2 separate regions of the Pan troglodytes genome follow, and region 1 is linked to region 2. Evidence: chromatin contacts called from public Hi-C data. All regions are on one chromosome and are shown on one strand. The core of a region is the stretch at or near the end of the contact, and the rest is flanking DNA. Distances in the headings are between cores, read along the strand shown. Region 1 overlaps MMP20 (matrix metallopeptidase 20). Region 2 holds the start of BIRC2 (baculoviral IAP repeat containing 2).

Region 1 (7,472 bases), core at 2,006-4,505, 260 kb after region 2:
ATGTGGAAAACATATGAAAGTCATAAAGGTGTTTATAAAATCCTAACTTTTAAAGCTTTTTAAGTTTTTGTTTAATTATCTATTTTAACTAACAATTCATTACAAATTTAATAGAAGAGGAGGAGGAAGAACAAAATGAGGGATATAGTTTACCATAAAAAAATCTTAGTAAGGATACCCAGTTTTAGTTTTGTTTTTTTTAAAAGCCGACAGAACAAAGTTCTGGTATGCCATTTCTCAGGTTTCAGTGAAATGCAGTCTACTCAGGTGCACACACCGAGGACTTCATGCAATGGCAGCACAGTCCCTGGTTGGCTTGTGTATTAGGGGACAGACTGTAAGCTTGAAAGATCAAGAGAGAGCCAGACATTCATTCCTTGGCCTTCAAAGCTACCCCGAGTCACACTGCTTTCCCTGCCACTTCACCAGGGGTGGCCTTTGTCTTCTGGGAGGAATAGGACATAACCTGGGCCAGGTCACGCCCAGGGCCATTTCTAAAGGCTTTATTCTCAGGACTTGCTTGATCTTCTTTTTCCTAGCTCCTAAGCATGTTTTCCCCCCAGTGACATCAGATTAAAATTAAGATCTGGGCTTGAAATGACAAGGACACTAGAAATGTTATCTGAGGAGGGGAATAGGTAGTAGCTTTCACCCTGACTATTAGGAAGCTGAGAAGGAAAAGAAATTTTATGAGCCATTTGGCCCTCCCTTTATCTATTTCCTAGACTTGCTTCCCTGAAAAGGGCTCAGAGCTCTCACCACTCCCTGCACAAACTTACGCCTCTACTCCTTACCAGGGTGAGCAATGGAATGGAGAAGAAGTGGGAAAGTTGGAGGCAGACCTCTTGCATATCTCCCAGAAGGTGGTCTGCAAGTGTGGGCAAGACAGAAACGACACTTTCCTAACCATTGCTGCAGGGGGAAAGCTGCTTCAAGGTCACTGTGGAAGGTATTTGCTTCAGTGAGGATTCATGGTAGGATATCCTTGGCTAATATGGAAGTGGTTATATAAGTGATAAACACTATCATGGGAATGGATGAGGTCATGTGGCTAATGGGAAAGCAAAATCTGCAAGAATTTGTCCCCTAGTGGGGCAAAGTCATAATGAAAGTTTGTTACAGTGAAACTACTCTACAGCTGTGTCTGATGATGACAAGATATGCTAAGAACTCCTTTGGTTCTATTTTCCGGCCAGATGAAGGTCATGGCTTTGCCATGGTCTTGGCCTTGGCCCATCACAGCACTGTGTGAAGGAGGAGTGTGTGATCACTCGAATTAAAGATGTAGAAGGAACAGTATTGGGACAACTCTCCTTTGAATTAGTAGATGGAATCCAAGTACCACAATACCTCCATTTTCAAAAGATATCATAATATCCGCTTCTCCTGAGTTTATTCTGACAAAGCTCAGAGGGACGGCGCTACTCCAGGCCTGCAAGGCCATCTCCACTGCTTTGTCCACCTCGACAGAACTCATGGAAGGTGTGTATTTAGATATTCTGTGAAAACGGAAGGAACATGTTTTCTTTTCAGTAACTGCTCTGAAGAAAGCAAGAATTATATGTTGTATTAAAAAAATGTTAAATGTAAATCTACAACTTAGATTTTTCTCTGAAATAATAATTCTTATTTTGCTTTATTATATGTTAAATTTCTGCATATGAAACAACAAGACAAATGAAAGGGAGAGATGAGAGACAGTTGGGATAATCCAGTACTGAAACCATTTAGCTTTCATTGTTATTATACTACCACCGAATTAAAAGAATAAAATTTGTGGCTGGGCACAGTGGCTCACGCCTATAATCCCAGCACTTTGGAAGGCTGAGGTGGGAGGATCATTTGAGGTCAAGAGTTCGAGATCAGCCTAGCCAAGATGGTGAAACCCCATCTCTACTAAAAATACAAAAATTAGCTGGGCGTGGTGGTGCAAACCTGTAGTCCCAGTTACTTGGGAGGCTGAGGCAGAAGAATCATTTGAACCTGGGAAGTGGAGGTTGCAGTGAGCCAAGATCGGGTGACTGCACTCCAGCCTGGGTGACACAGTGAGACTTCACTCAAAAATAATTAAATAAATAAATAAGATAAATAAAACTTGTGAAATGTTACAGGTAGTAAGTAGTCAATTTTTCTTAAAGTCGTTTTCATTGAGAGAGGACCTCTTTTTCCCCAAAGGGAGTGGATGTTTTCAATTATAAAAAATAGAAATGTGGAGTTTTGAAGTTTTGCTAATTCTTATTCAAAGCTCCTCAGAATTTCCCCAGGGCTATTGGGGAAGGTTTTTTTTCCCTCAGAATAATGCATTCTTTTCTTTTTTCTTTTTCTTTTCTTTCTTTCTTTTTTTTTTTTTGAGATGGAGTTTTGCTCTTGTCGCCCAGGCTGGAGTGCAATGGCATGATCTCTGCTCACTGCAACCACTGCCTCCCAGGTTCAATTGATTCTCCTGCCTCAGCCTCCTGAGTAGCTGGGATTATAGGCGCCTGCCACCACGCCGGGCTAATTTTTATATTTTTGGTGGAGACGGGATTTCACCATGTTGGCCAGGCTGGTCTTGAACTGCTGACCTCAGGTGATCCGCCCTCCTCAGCCTCCCAAAGTGCTCGGATTACAGGCGTGAGCTACTGCCCCCAGCCCAAAATAATACATTCTTAAAGAGGAAGGGCTAGCTTTAAAAACGGAGGCTCACTGGAACTGAAAAAAGGGTGAGCCTTTCAGCAATTACTGGTGTGACAATGACACCTGAAGGCAGAAAAATGTAGTGCTTTTTGGACTGTGGGTGGAGTCAGAGTTGGTGATTGTTAGAACTTTCTGCTCTGAAGCCCAGGGTATGGGGATTTCTGGCAGCACACAAAGGAAAGGCAGGGAGGGCAACTTCTACCCGAGACCTTGGGCTGGGCTGGAATATGATGCAAAGTGAGAAGCTGTGTCTGTGAGAGCCAACCCCATGAGCAGGGACCGGCCCTACTTTCTCTCTCTCTCTCTAGTTCCTAGTTTAGTGCCTTGCACATAGCAGATGCTTAGCAATTGCTTGATAAATAAATGAATGAATTAAAGAATTAAAGCTAGCTGTTTTAGGGCCCACTCGGTGGCTCTCGAAGTTTAGGACCTGTGATAATTACCTAGGAAGCTTGTTAAAAATACAGGTATGATCCAGAAATCTGTGTTTTGAAAGGTATCTTAGGTTATTATAATGCAGATGGTGCAATTTCAATGAGAAACCAACAGCAGTAATCCTAGGGTCCCAAATGAAAGGACTGTGCCCACAGAATGGATAGCAAATAGCTCAATTCAGGACTTGAGAGGGAAGGAACAAGGAGCTCTTTAACCCCAGGTTTGGGGCCAAACGAAGAGAGCTATAGAATTGAAGGGGGATACCAGATAGACCCTTAAAGGGACTATTTAATGCTTTCAAAATATGCCAAGCCCACTGCATAATATGAGTCTGCAATTTATCACAACTAGGTGGACTTAGTACTTTGACATGCCCTCACATTTTTGGTAAGTCAGCCATATCTTTGAGCTGACTTTGTGTGTTGGCCTGGAGAAGACAAGGAAGGAGAGAGGGATAGCACCAGAGAAGAAGAGAACATGGAAAAAGGGATCCCCGAATCAGGGTCTGGAGCTTGATAAAGCAATAGTAATACTAGCCAATATTCTTTGAAGTCACACTATGTGCTGTTGCTGTATGCACTTTTTAATGTGGCATTTATCTAATCCTCACTTCGACCCCTAAGAGGAAGATCATCATCATCATCTACATGTTATGATTAGTCAGGTTTGAGCCCAGTTCTGTCTGACTCCAAAGCTTATGCATATAAGCACTATGCTGTATTTTTTTCCCTTTTGTAATCCTCTGGGTTATGTTGTAAGAAGTTATTCTGAAAGTCAGTAGCTACACAGGCAGAGTACTGTGATAGCCTCTAGTGTCCTTTTTCATGGGGAGGCGATGGTAGAGTTATTGGGGAGCAAGAGTGGATAGGCAATGTGTGTGTTGAGGGGGTTTTAAGACTGCCCAGCTTATCACAAGAATATTATACTTCCCTAAGCATCACATTATCTTGACCCATGCTTCTTGTCTTTGTTGTACATAGTCATGGACTAAAATTCCAGAACACAGTTTACTTTAAGAAAACTATGAAAAGACTCTGTCGACGCGTACACATTTTCCTTGTCTTATTCTTACTATTTCAGAATCACTTTTGTGTTCAACTCCCATGAGGTTTTTCTCCCCCAATTGCTTTGATTTTTTTGTTCAGCCTGCCACCTTATGGATTTATTGGCTGATAGCAGGTAACAAGTGTCCTAGGGGATTCATGACTGTTCCCTGGATTCTGGCCCCTCCTTTGATCAAATGGACTCACTGGTGTGCTGGAACAGGTTAACAGGTGGCTCTACAAGGAGAAAAAAAAACCCCCTTGATTTGTATGACTTGCTGATTTCTGTGTTGTAAATATTCTCACTATGGCTAATTCAAGCTACCAATTTACCATCACTGAATGCCAGATTGTGAAGAGATGAGCATGAATGAACCACCCAGATTATACAGATGTACATAGCCTCATGAACAGAGAAAATAATAAAATGTAGTGAAATAGGAGGCAATATGTTTTTATTACCTTTATTTTTAATATAATTTATTTAATATAATTTATTATATTAATGTAATTATTTAATATAATGTATTTAATATAATTTAATGTAATTTATTAAATAATTATACATATTAAATAATATAACATATAATAATAAATAATGTATTTTATTTATTATTATAAAATAATATGTTTTAATAATATATTATTAATAAATAGTATTTTATTTATTACTACAAAAATATATTTTAATAATAAATATAAATATGAAATAATATACTTATTTAATATAATTTATTTAATATAATAAATTTAATTTATTTAATGTAATTTAATATGATTTATTTAATTGTTAATTTATATAATTTAACAATGGCTCTCTTAGCAACCAGCTAACAAAATTCTTGGGAGCTTAACAAGTGGCTGCAAAATTCCTGACATTTTAAGGATTGGCTTCTGTGAGCTATTAGGAGGCAGCTCTACCATACCACTGCTTAGACTATTGCACGAGTCCAGCCTTTCCCCATCTCCAGTTATCATCTAGATGTGCTCATCCTAAAAGCGAAATCTGATCCTGGTCCTGGCCTGGCTCTCCACCGCCCTGGGGATAAAGTCCAAACTCCTTGACATCACGCTCTAGTTGCCCTTCAGGCTGCCCCTCCAGCTCATTTCCTGCCATTGCCCTTCCTGCACCCTCTGCTGCAGCCGCATGCACTAGGCACTTGTGGTGGGAATGCTGCCCATCAACATGCCAGTCTGTCCACTCTCTGCTGCTATATGCTTGGTCTGGTTTTCTTCTTAGAAAACTCCTTACATGTGCAAGGCCTGGGGCAGGACCACAAAGAGTGGAGGCCACTCTTCTTTTCTGACCTGCACCCATCTGTCATGCATGAGGCCCACGCAGGCAGGCACCATCCACCCCTACCTCAGGCTGAGGGGCAGGTACCATACATAGTTTGCCCTTGGTTGGACCAACCTGGGGAGGAAGTCTGCGCTGGCTCCCAGAATCAGGTCTGGCTCTGGGAGAGGGAATTCCAGACTCCGTACCCTGAGCACAGCAGGGAGGGACAGAGGTTCTGGTTGGGTGTGTCCCCTTGGTTTATAAGGGATGAAGCCAGAGGATTAGGGGAGGGAAGAAAGAGGGCAGGGAGGGAGTGAGGGGAGCTTGGGGCTGAGAGTGGAACTGCTTCTGCTTTGCCTTCGAATCAGGCTCAGATGTTACTGCTGGTCCCTGGGCCACTTGGTAGCTCTGTCCATGTGAACTGTGGTCCCACAGTTCACTGCTTAGAGCTATGCTTTTGCACTTTTCACACAGAGCTACAGCTGTCTGTTTGCATGTCTGTCTCTCCTTAAAGGACTGTGAGTTCCCTAAGGTCAAGAAAGTTGACCTGTTCACCTTTATAACCCTCAAATGGAATGCATTTCTTGAATCATCAATAAAAGATTTTTGGAATCAATGAAATAAATTACTTTATTAGTAGGTTATTTTTTTCTTTCTCATTAAGCAGGTTGTTTTAAGAAAACTGGTTTGTACTGCCAGGTCATTAATCCTAGACTAGATTAAAGATAATTGTGTTGTTTCTAGCTGGTAAAATTGTTTGGAATGCCTAAAATAGCCAGTCATTATGATAATCCTAAGACCATATTTTCTGGTGAATTGCCCATTGTCATTGCCTGATGGATGGATGTAAAAAGTTCTTATTCTTATGGTTGTGAGGTGTCAGGATTTTTATACGGATGAGAAGGAAAATATTTTTTCAAGAAAAGGGAAAAAGAGAGAGAGGGTGTTTTTCTCTGAATTTGGAAAGACTAGATCTCATTACCTGTATGTCAAAATATTTTTTTTCCATTTGGGTTCACCAGGGAAGAGGCGATAATTGGCCACATCAGGAACTCCACAGCGAGGCTTCTTGATCACGTTCATTGTGGTCTGGTCTAACTTCCCAGTGACTTGGAGGCCAAAGAACGCTTGTAGCTCCTTAATCTTCCTTATCATGGAATTGCTTCCTCTTGCAACCATCTCACCAATCTGGTGTCCTTCTTTATTTGTGTAATATTTGTCAAGATACGCCTGAAATGGAGAGGCAGGCTGACGCGTCTACAGCGTAGTCTGGGAAATACTCATGCTCAGGTAAGGCAGGGGACAGCATTCCTGATGTATTAAAAGCAGTGTGTAGAGTATTTTCCCATTTATGAAAAAAGTAGACATATTTGTATACATAAAGCTTAGCTATACTCCAAATTATTAACGATGATTGGTTTTGGGTAGTGGGGATTATAGATTATTTAATTATTTCCTTTTGTCCACCTGCATTTTATAGTTTTTCTACAATGCAATGAATATAACAAATATGCCTTTTTGCTTCTAATTTTTTTAAAAGGAAAAAATTCAGGGAAGGAAGCTGATGTGAACATTATTTCCATGGATCACTTATTTGTCACTGAAGTTCTTCACCCAATTTGCAAAACAAAGGCTATCTGGTTTCTTTGGTAAACAGTTATTGGTATCATCTTTCCATTGTACATAATGCAAGATCAGTATGCTTTTAACTCTTAAAGGCATTGTATTCCAGCCTCTCATACTTTACAAAGGCAGAGGGTCCACCTTTTTTTCAGCTGAGGATTTTAATGAGTTCAGATGTGTTTAGTATGTGGGCTGGATTTTGTTTCCATGAGACAACTTTCCTAGGCAAGGCTCTTTGTCTCTTGAAGCAAATAAAATAAGCCATAAATTATAAGGCTTTCATTTGCACAAAAACACATAAAGCCCCTCAGTATATATTGTTCAAAACACTTTTCTATGACTCAGGGCTGGGATTAGAGTAAAATGAGTGATGCAGGGGCATGCAAATACAGGGTTGAGGCCTGCCTTTGGCTCAG
Region 2 (6,914 bases), core at 2,186-4,685:
TAAGAATCCTGTCAGTTTAGTGAGGATCCCGCCACTCTGGGTATCTGATCAAGTTCCTCATTCTCCACTTCTGAAGTATAAGCCCTTAGCCTGCCTTCAGCAAGAATCCTACCACCCTTGATGTCTCCTTTTAGTACTTTTCTATCCACTGACCCTCCTTACTCTACCTGTTGGTTATAAATACCCCAGCTGTCCTTGCTGTATTCCCAGTTGAGCCCAATCTTGCTTCCCTATTACAATGTTTTGATTGCACAGTCCTGAATAAAGTCTTCCTTACCATTTTAACAAACGTCAGAATTTTTTTTTCTTTAACAATACCTCACAACCAATCCTAACATTCTTTTATACTCACCTAACTTAAAAAAATAAATAAAACATTACATATACAATTGATGCATAGGAAAAGTTTTTCAATCCCATTCATAATATAGCAATAAAAAATGGTAACTGAACTGAAATACTATATATTATTTAACAGGTTGGCAACAATCCAAATGTCTGACAACTTACTCCACTGATAAAGCTGTGGGAAAAACAGGCACTCACATACATTGCTGATTGGATTGCAAAATGCCAACATACTCATGGATGGGTATGTGGCCATATTAGGCAAATTTATGTATGGATTTACCATTTGAACTAACTTCTGGGAATATATCCTAAAATAAGATGTGTTCCCATGATTATTCATTACAGCACTATTTGTAATAGCAAAAGGCTGGAAACCACCCAGATGTCCATCCATAGGGAAGTAGCTGAATATATTATGGTACTAATTTTATCTATGGCTGGGGAGCTTATTCAGGCTGGCTCCTTAGTCTTTGACACAGCCCTAAAAGTTTTTGGCTGCTTTCTGAATTACATTGTTCAAGTTGAATATATTATGGCACATCTACACAATGGAGTACTATATAGAAATGAGGAATAGCTCTATATGTTAGTATTATACAATCTCTAGAATTTATTATAAAGTGAAAAAAGGTGGAGAAAAGTGTGCTACTACTGTTTATCTAAGAAAAGGGTAGGTATAAACATGCATAATTAAATTTTTAAAATGAAAAAATGAATCATAAAAAGTGTTTAAGTCATTACTTATAGGGCAAGAAGGAAAAAGTAGAGGGGAGACCAAGGATTTTCAAAATAAAGGGAGTTACAGATGTGTAATCAAAGAGGTTAAATAAAACCTTGACTTCCTGAATTTGAATTGGAAGTATCAATGAGTTCATAATACATTTGATTTAAAAGACAAAAACCAAACCAAAACAAACCCATGCTAACCAGCTCTGTCCATTGAACAGGTATAGAAACAATCAAACTCATTAACAACACGACAAACATTTTTTGTTTGTTTGTTTGTTGTTCCTTGCAGCGCCAGCTTAAAGGAGACAAACATTCAGATTATGCTCTTTAAATATCATTTCCCACTAAAGGATCCAGGGCACTTAGGAGTAATGGCTTATTATGGGTATGGAGTAAGAAATACACAAAATGAGCCTGGAAAGCAAAGACTACTAGGAAAGTATCAAAAAGACTCAGGAGCCAACCTGAGTAAACTCTCACCGGCCTAAAATAAACAACTTGAGCACTAATAATGGTAATAGCTACAATGGATTACAACTCACCAAACTTCTTTAAATCCCTGGATTCATAATGATGGCTGTTTACTTTTGAGGGTTTTTAAAAAAAATCCGGCAGAGATTTTTAAATAGTATATGGTAGTGATCTAATTTTATTTTCCATTAGAATAACCATTCATTCAGCATTACTTATTAATTAATCATTTTCTCATTAATACATAATGCCAGTATATCAAATTCCCAAATACATAGATATGGGTCTCTTCTTGGGGCTCTGTATCTCCTTCCTTTAATTGTCCATCTTAGGGCGTTTAATAATACAAGACTGTCTCAATTACTATGGCTTTATTGTAACTCATTACCTGGTAGGACAAGACCTTCCAATCTTACTTTTCTTCTTCAAAATTGTTTTAAATACTGTAAATATTTTTTTCTACATAAATGTGAAAAACGTTAGAATGGCAACTGCAGCAGACATACATAGCTTATTTTTTTAATATTAACAGCAACTTTATACTAGCAAAATGAAAAAAAATTAACTGAATAAACAGGTAACTGAATTAACTAGCTGTAACACTAGACTACAAAGTTATACAAGATTAAAAGTTATGAGGTACTATTTATTATATGTAAATATTACAAATATTTTTTGTTAAAAATATCTAAGGCTTTTGAGTTTTTGAAATGCAAGCTTTCCCCTATACTTAAGTATATTCATTATCTTACTGTTTTGGTCAGGACAAGAACTGAAAAAGAGAAATAATCTTGAGTTCAGAATGAACAATTCTTGCTATATATATTTTCCCACATGTGTTGGGAATGTTCTGTAACCTTCCGAGAAATAGTGACTTGAACTAAATACTAAACTACTACCAAGCCCCAGGTGCATTTTTGGAAGTTTTTAGTCATTGGGAGCCATGGCATTTCTTTTCTCTGTATTACAAACTGTTACACTCACTTTCTTTGACTATTAACATTGGAACAGTAGACCTCCTGTTCTGTGACTGACTGGCAGGCAGAAATGACACAGACAGGAAATGGGAAATGGTTCAGGGTCTTGGAATTCCCCCGGCTCCCTAATTAAGTGGCTTGCTATTTGGAAGTTTTTAAAATATTTGCCCCTTGGAGTTCCCCAGAGAGAAGCAAGCATCGGATTCAATGGGCAAAGAGCGTCAACTTCAAAAGTCGTTCGTTGGCTGTCATACCACAAACATTTACTGCACGATACTGTGTCTATGGCACTATTGGGGGAGTATGGCGGGGGGATACAAAAGGTCCATGACTAGCAAAAGCCAAGGGTTTTTATTTACAAATTTTCTATTACCTAAGCATTAAAAAAAATTGGGCTCCTCTGTGGTTTATGTAGAATTATATGTGCATGTACACCAATACACAGGCAGACGTATATATTTCATTTTATTGAAACATTCAGAAAATACTGGGAGTGAAGCCTGACTTGCAATACAGTTCTCTTTGCTGGCAATGAGCATCTGAAATAATGACACTTTTTTCTTTAGTGCATATGAACTGTTTGTCTCCAGAACAGAAAACCAAAAGTTTAAAAACAAGATACTCCCGTTGACATCAAGTATTCAGAATTATTCATCTGATGCTTCCTAGTTTCCAACGTTTCGCTTTTTTCGATTTGCACAGGCAGCAGTTGAACGCTGATGCTACACAAACGGTTACAATTGTTTACTTAAGCAAAAAATGCCACCAGACTGACTCCATCCTCAAAATGCAGTCATCTCGACGCAGGGAGGCATCACACTTGGGGAGCCTTGCCAGGGGCCAGATCATAACCCTGAGGTGACACAGGGTAGGACGCGCAAAACCACCGGCGCCAGGGCGTTTCCGCAGGGTTTCCCAAAAGTCAAACGCAGCGGCTCACGGTTTGCCACGTCCCCCAGGAGAATGGTAGGCACAGAGAGGAAATGTGGAGGGGGCACAAACCGCAAGGTGAAGAAAACGAACAAACACCGAGTTGATACGGATAGTCCCCGTTCCCCTGAGGGCCGACCCCGTGACTCCCGATGAGCGTCCAGTTGCGCCGGGCGTCCCTGGGCCTCCCAGCGTCTTTCCCGGAGGTTCATCGCCCCACGGCGGAAAGCGCTCTCGGTTCCGCTTTCCGGCCCCAGCCTCCCGGGCGCCCTCGCGCGGCGGCTAACGCTGGTCCTCGGCCGGGCGCGCTGACGTCATCGTGCGTCGGAGTGAGCCCGGATGGGGCGGCGGGCTTCGGGAGCGCCCGGGCTGATCCGAGCCGAGCGGGCCGTATCTCCTTGTCGGCTCCGCTGATTCCCGGCTCTGAGGAGGCCTCTAGGCAGCCGCGCAGCTTCCGTGTTTGCTGCGCCCGCACTGCGGTGAGTGCTGCTCCTTCCGGGCTCGGGCGGCGCGGGTCGGGTGGGGACGCGAGGGCCCGCGGGGGCCCACTTCCCTGATGTGGCGGCCGAACGAGGAAGGACGGGGCCTGAGGCCCTTCGGCCAAGGGTCGAGGGTCGCCGGGGGCTCTCTGCTTTCTACTCTCGCCAAGGTTTTATTGGATTCGGAAGCCCCAACTTCGAGACTTGCAGTCAAAGCGATTTTTAAAATGACTTGTTTTCAAGCCTCCTCTGGCCGCCGCCCACTCTTCTGGCCCTTGGACTTTGACCAAGATGTTCTCTCGCAGTTTTTGCAAGGTTTTAAACTTAGCCCTCGGCGTTCTTTTAATGTAATACATTGAAACGAAGATATTTCGGTGGCGGCGATATTTCATATTTCATAGTTGCCACTGCGCTCTGTCATTCCAGTAGTCGTCTGTTGTGTATTGTGAGAAGCAACTCTGGGAAATTATTGGGTAAATCCCATAGTTTCTATTCTTTTCCCTTCCATCCTATCCCCTGCCCAGCTGCAATTTGCGTAAAGAGAAAGCAGCAGTGCGGTGCACGTAGATAAAAATCTTTCATTTAAAGATAGGATATAAGACTGGGTGTAATTAAAGCAATCATGCCAGTGGTCGTAGTGCCGGAGCCACTGTTTCACAGGCCACTGTGTTAGGTTTTGTTTTCGAGTTGCTTTCTGTGGTCGTTGCTTTGAAATTGTAAGGGAATGGCAGAGTTTAAGAGTTTATATTAATGAACTCGTGGTGCATTTTACTGCAGTTTTCCTAGTCGTGGAGAGACTTGATATTACAAACTAACGTTGCTGTCTTAATTCCTGCTGTACTGCTGCTGACAGGGTGTAGTGGAGTGTATGTCTCTGTCTTTTTAACCAATGTGCCTTTGCCTCCAGCAGAGTGCCAGAGTTACCTTTAGGCCAGAAAAGGGGAGGAGAGCAAGGACAAAATGTTTCCTGTGTGAAAATTTCCATCTGTCTCTAAAGTTATGCGTTTTAAAGACACGTATAGTTAGTGCTATGGGGAGTATGTTGCATTTACTTATTTTAATTAATAGCTTTTTCATTTAGAAAGTTGTGACAAATTGCTGGAATTAAGATGTATTATCTAAAGTGTGAATTAGTCTTAGACTTTACTGAATAAATTGAGGAGTATGTAAGTTCTATTTGGCATGCAAATACAGTTTTCTAAAATACTTTTTGTTTTTTCTTTTCAGATTTACAACCCTGAAGAATCTCCCTATCCCTATTTTGTCCCCCTGCAGTAATAAATCCCATTATGGAGATCTCGAAACTTTATAAAGGGATATAGTTTGAATTCTATGGAGTGTAATTTTGTGTATGAATTATATTTTTAAAACATTGAAGAGTTTTCAGAAAGAAGGCTAGTAGAGTTGATTACTGATACTTTATGCTAAGCAGTACTTTTTTGGTAGTACAATATTTTGTTAGGCGTTTCTGATAACACTAGAAAGGACAAGTTTTATCTTGTGATAAATTGATTAATGTTTACAACATGACTGATAATTATAGCTGAATAGTCCTTAAATGATGAACAGGTTATTTAGTTTTTAAATGCAGTGTAAAAAGTGTGCTGTGGAAATTTTATGGCTAACTAAGTTTATGGAGAAAATACCTTCAGTTGATCAAGAATAATAGTGGTATACAAAGTTAGGAAGAAAGTCAACATGATGCTGCAGGAAATGGAAACAAATACAAATGATATTTAACAAAGATAGAGTTTACAGTTTGTGAACTTTAAGCCAAATTCATTTGACATCAAGCACTATAGCAGGCACAGGTTCAACAAAGCTTGTGGGTATTGACTTCCCCAAAAGTTGTCAGCTGAAGTAATTTAGCCCACTTAAGTAAATACTATGATGATCAGCTGTGTGAACTTAGCCTTTAAATAGTGTGACATATGAAGGTTTTAATTACTTTTGTTTATTGGAATAAAATGAGATTTTTTGGGTTGTCATGTTAAAGTGCTTATAGGGAAAGAAGCCTGCATATAATTTTTTACCTTGTGGCATAATCAGTAATTGGTCTGTTATTCAGGCTTCATAGCTTGTAACCAAATATAAATAAAAGGCATAATTTCGGTATTCTATAGTTGCTTAGAATTTTGTTAATATAAATCTCTGTGAAAAATCAAGGAGTTTTAACATTTTCAGAAGTGCATCCACCTTTCAGGGCTTTAAGTTAGTATTACTCAAGATTATGAACAAATAGCACTTAGGTTACCTAAAAGAGTTACTACAACCCCAAAGAGTTGTGTTATAAGTAGTATCTTGGTAATTCAGAGAGATACTCATCCTACCTGAATATAAACTGAGATAAATCCAGTAAAGAAAGTGTAGTAAATTCTACATAAGAGTCTATCATTGATTTCTTTTTGTGGTAAAAATCTTAGTTCATGTGAAGAAATTTCATGTGAATGTTTTAGCTATCAAACAGTACTGTCACCTACTCATGCACAAAACTGCCTCCCAAAGACTTTTCCCAGGTCCCTCGTATCAAAACATTAAGAGTATAATGGAAGATAGCACGATCTTGTCAGATTGGACAAACAGCAACAAACAAAAAATGAAGTATGACTTTTCCTGTGAACTCTACAGAATGTCTACATATTCAACTTTCCCCGCCGGGGTTCCTGTCTCAGAAAGGAGTCTTGCTCGTGCTGGTTTTTATTATACTGGTGTGAATGACAAGGTCAAATGCTTCTGTTGTGGCCTGATGCTGGATAACTGGAAACTAGGAGACAGTCCTATTCAAAAGCATAAACAGCTGTATCCTAGCTGTAGCTTTATTCAGAATCTGGTTTCAGCTAGTCTGGGATCCACCTCTAAGAATACGTCTCCAATGAGAAACAGTTTTGCACATTCATTATCTCCCACCTTGGAACATAGTAGCTTGTTCAGTGGTTCTTACTCCAGCCTTTCTCCAAACCCTCTTAATTCTAGAGCA

Evidence for each region. Hi-C and Micro-C count contacts between places; a contact is called where the count stands out from the background.
Region 1: a contact with region 2 is called in a Hi-C map of induced pluripotent stem cells, with 1.8 times the contacts expected there. The contact joins the enhancer-like site here to the promoter of BIRC2 in region 2. A contact is called at or near these places in 2 of 7 Hi-C or Micro-C datasets (induced pluripotent stem cells and stem cell-derived neural progenitor cells) and 1 of 1 datasets of contacts at active chromatin or transcription factors (stem cell-derived excitatory neurons).

What each region holds. Positions count from the first base shown.
Region 1 is chr9:104,660,181-104,667,652 of NHGRI_mPanTro3-v2.0_pri, forward strand. MMP20 (matrix metallopeptidase 20) reads right to left here. Exons shown (of 10, transcript XM_001153208.6): 2 at 6,416-6,663; 3 at 1,351-1,499. Among named protein-coding and RNA genes, the nearest start is that of MMP20, 11 kb to the right of the region's middle. Within about 2 kb of position 3,256, at least 2 of the 24 cell types and tissues checked have an H3K27ac peak or open chromatin away from gene starts, as enhancers often do. A contact at or near this core is called in induced pluripotent stem cells, where this site is marked.
Region 2 is chr9:104,398,862-104,405,775 of NHGRI_mPanTro3-v2.0_pri, forward strand. BIRC2 (baculoviral IAP repeat containing 2) reads left to right here and starts at 3,436. Exons shown (of 9, transcript XM_001152603.7): 1 at 3,436-3,937; 2 at 5,165-6,914. The coding sequence starts at 6,420.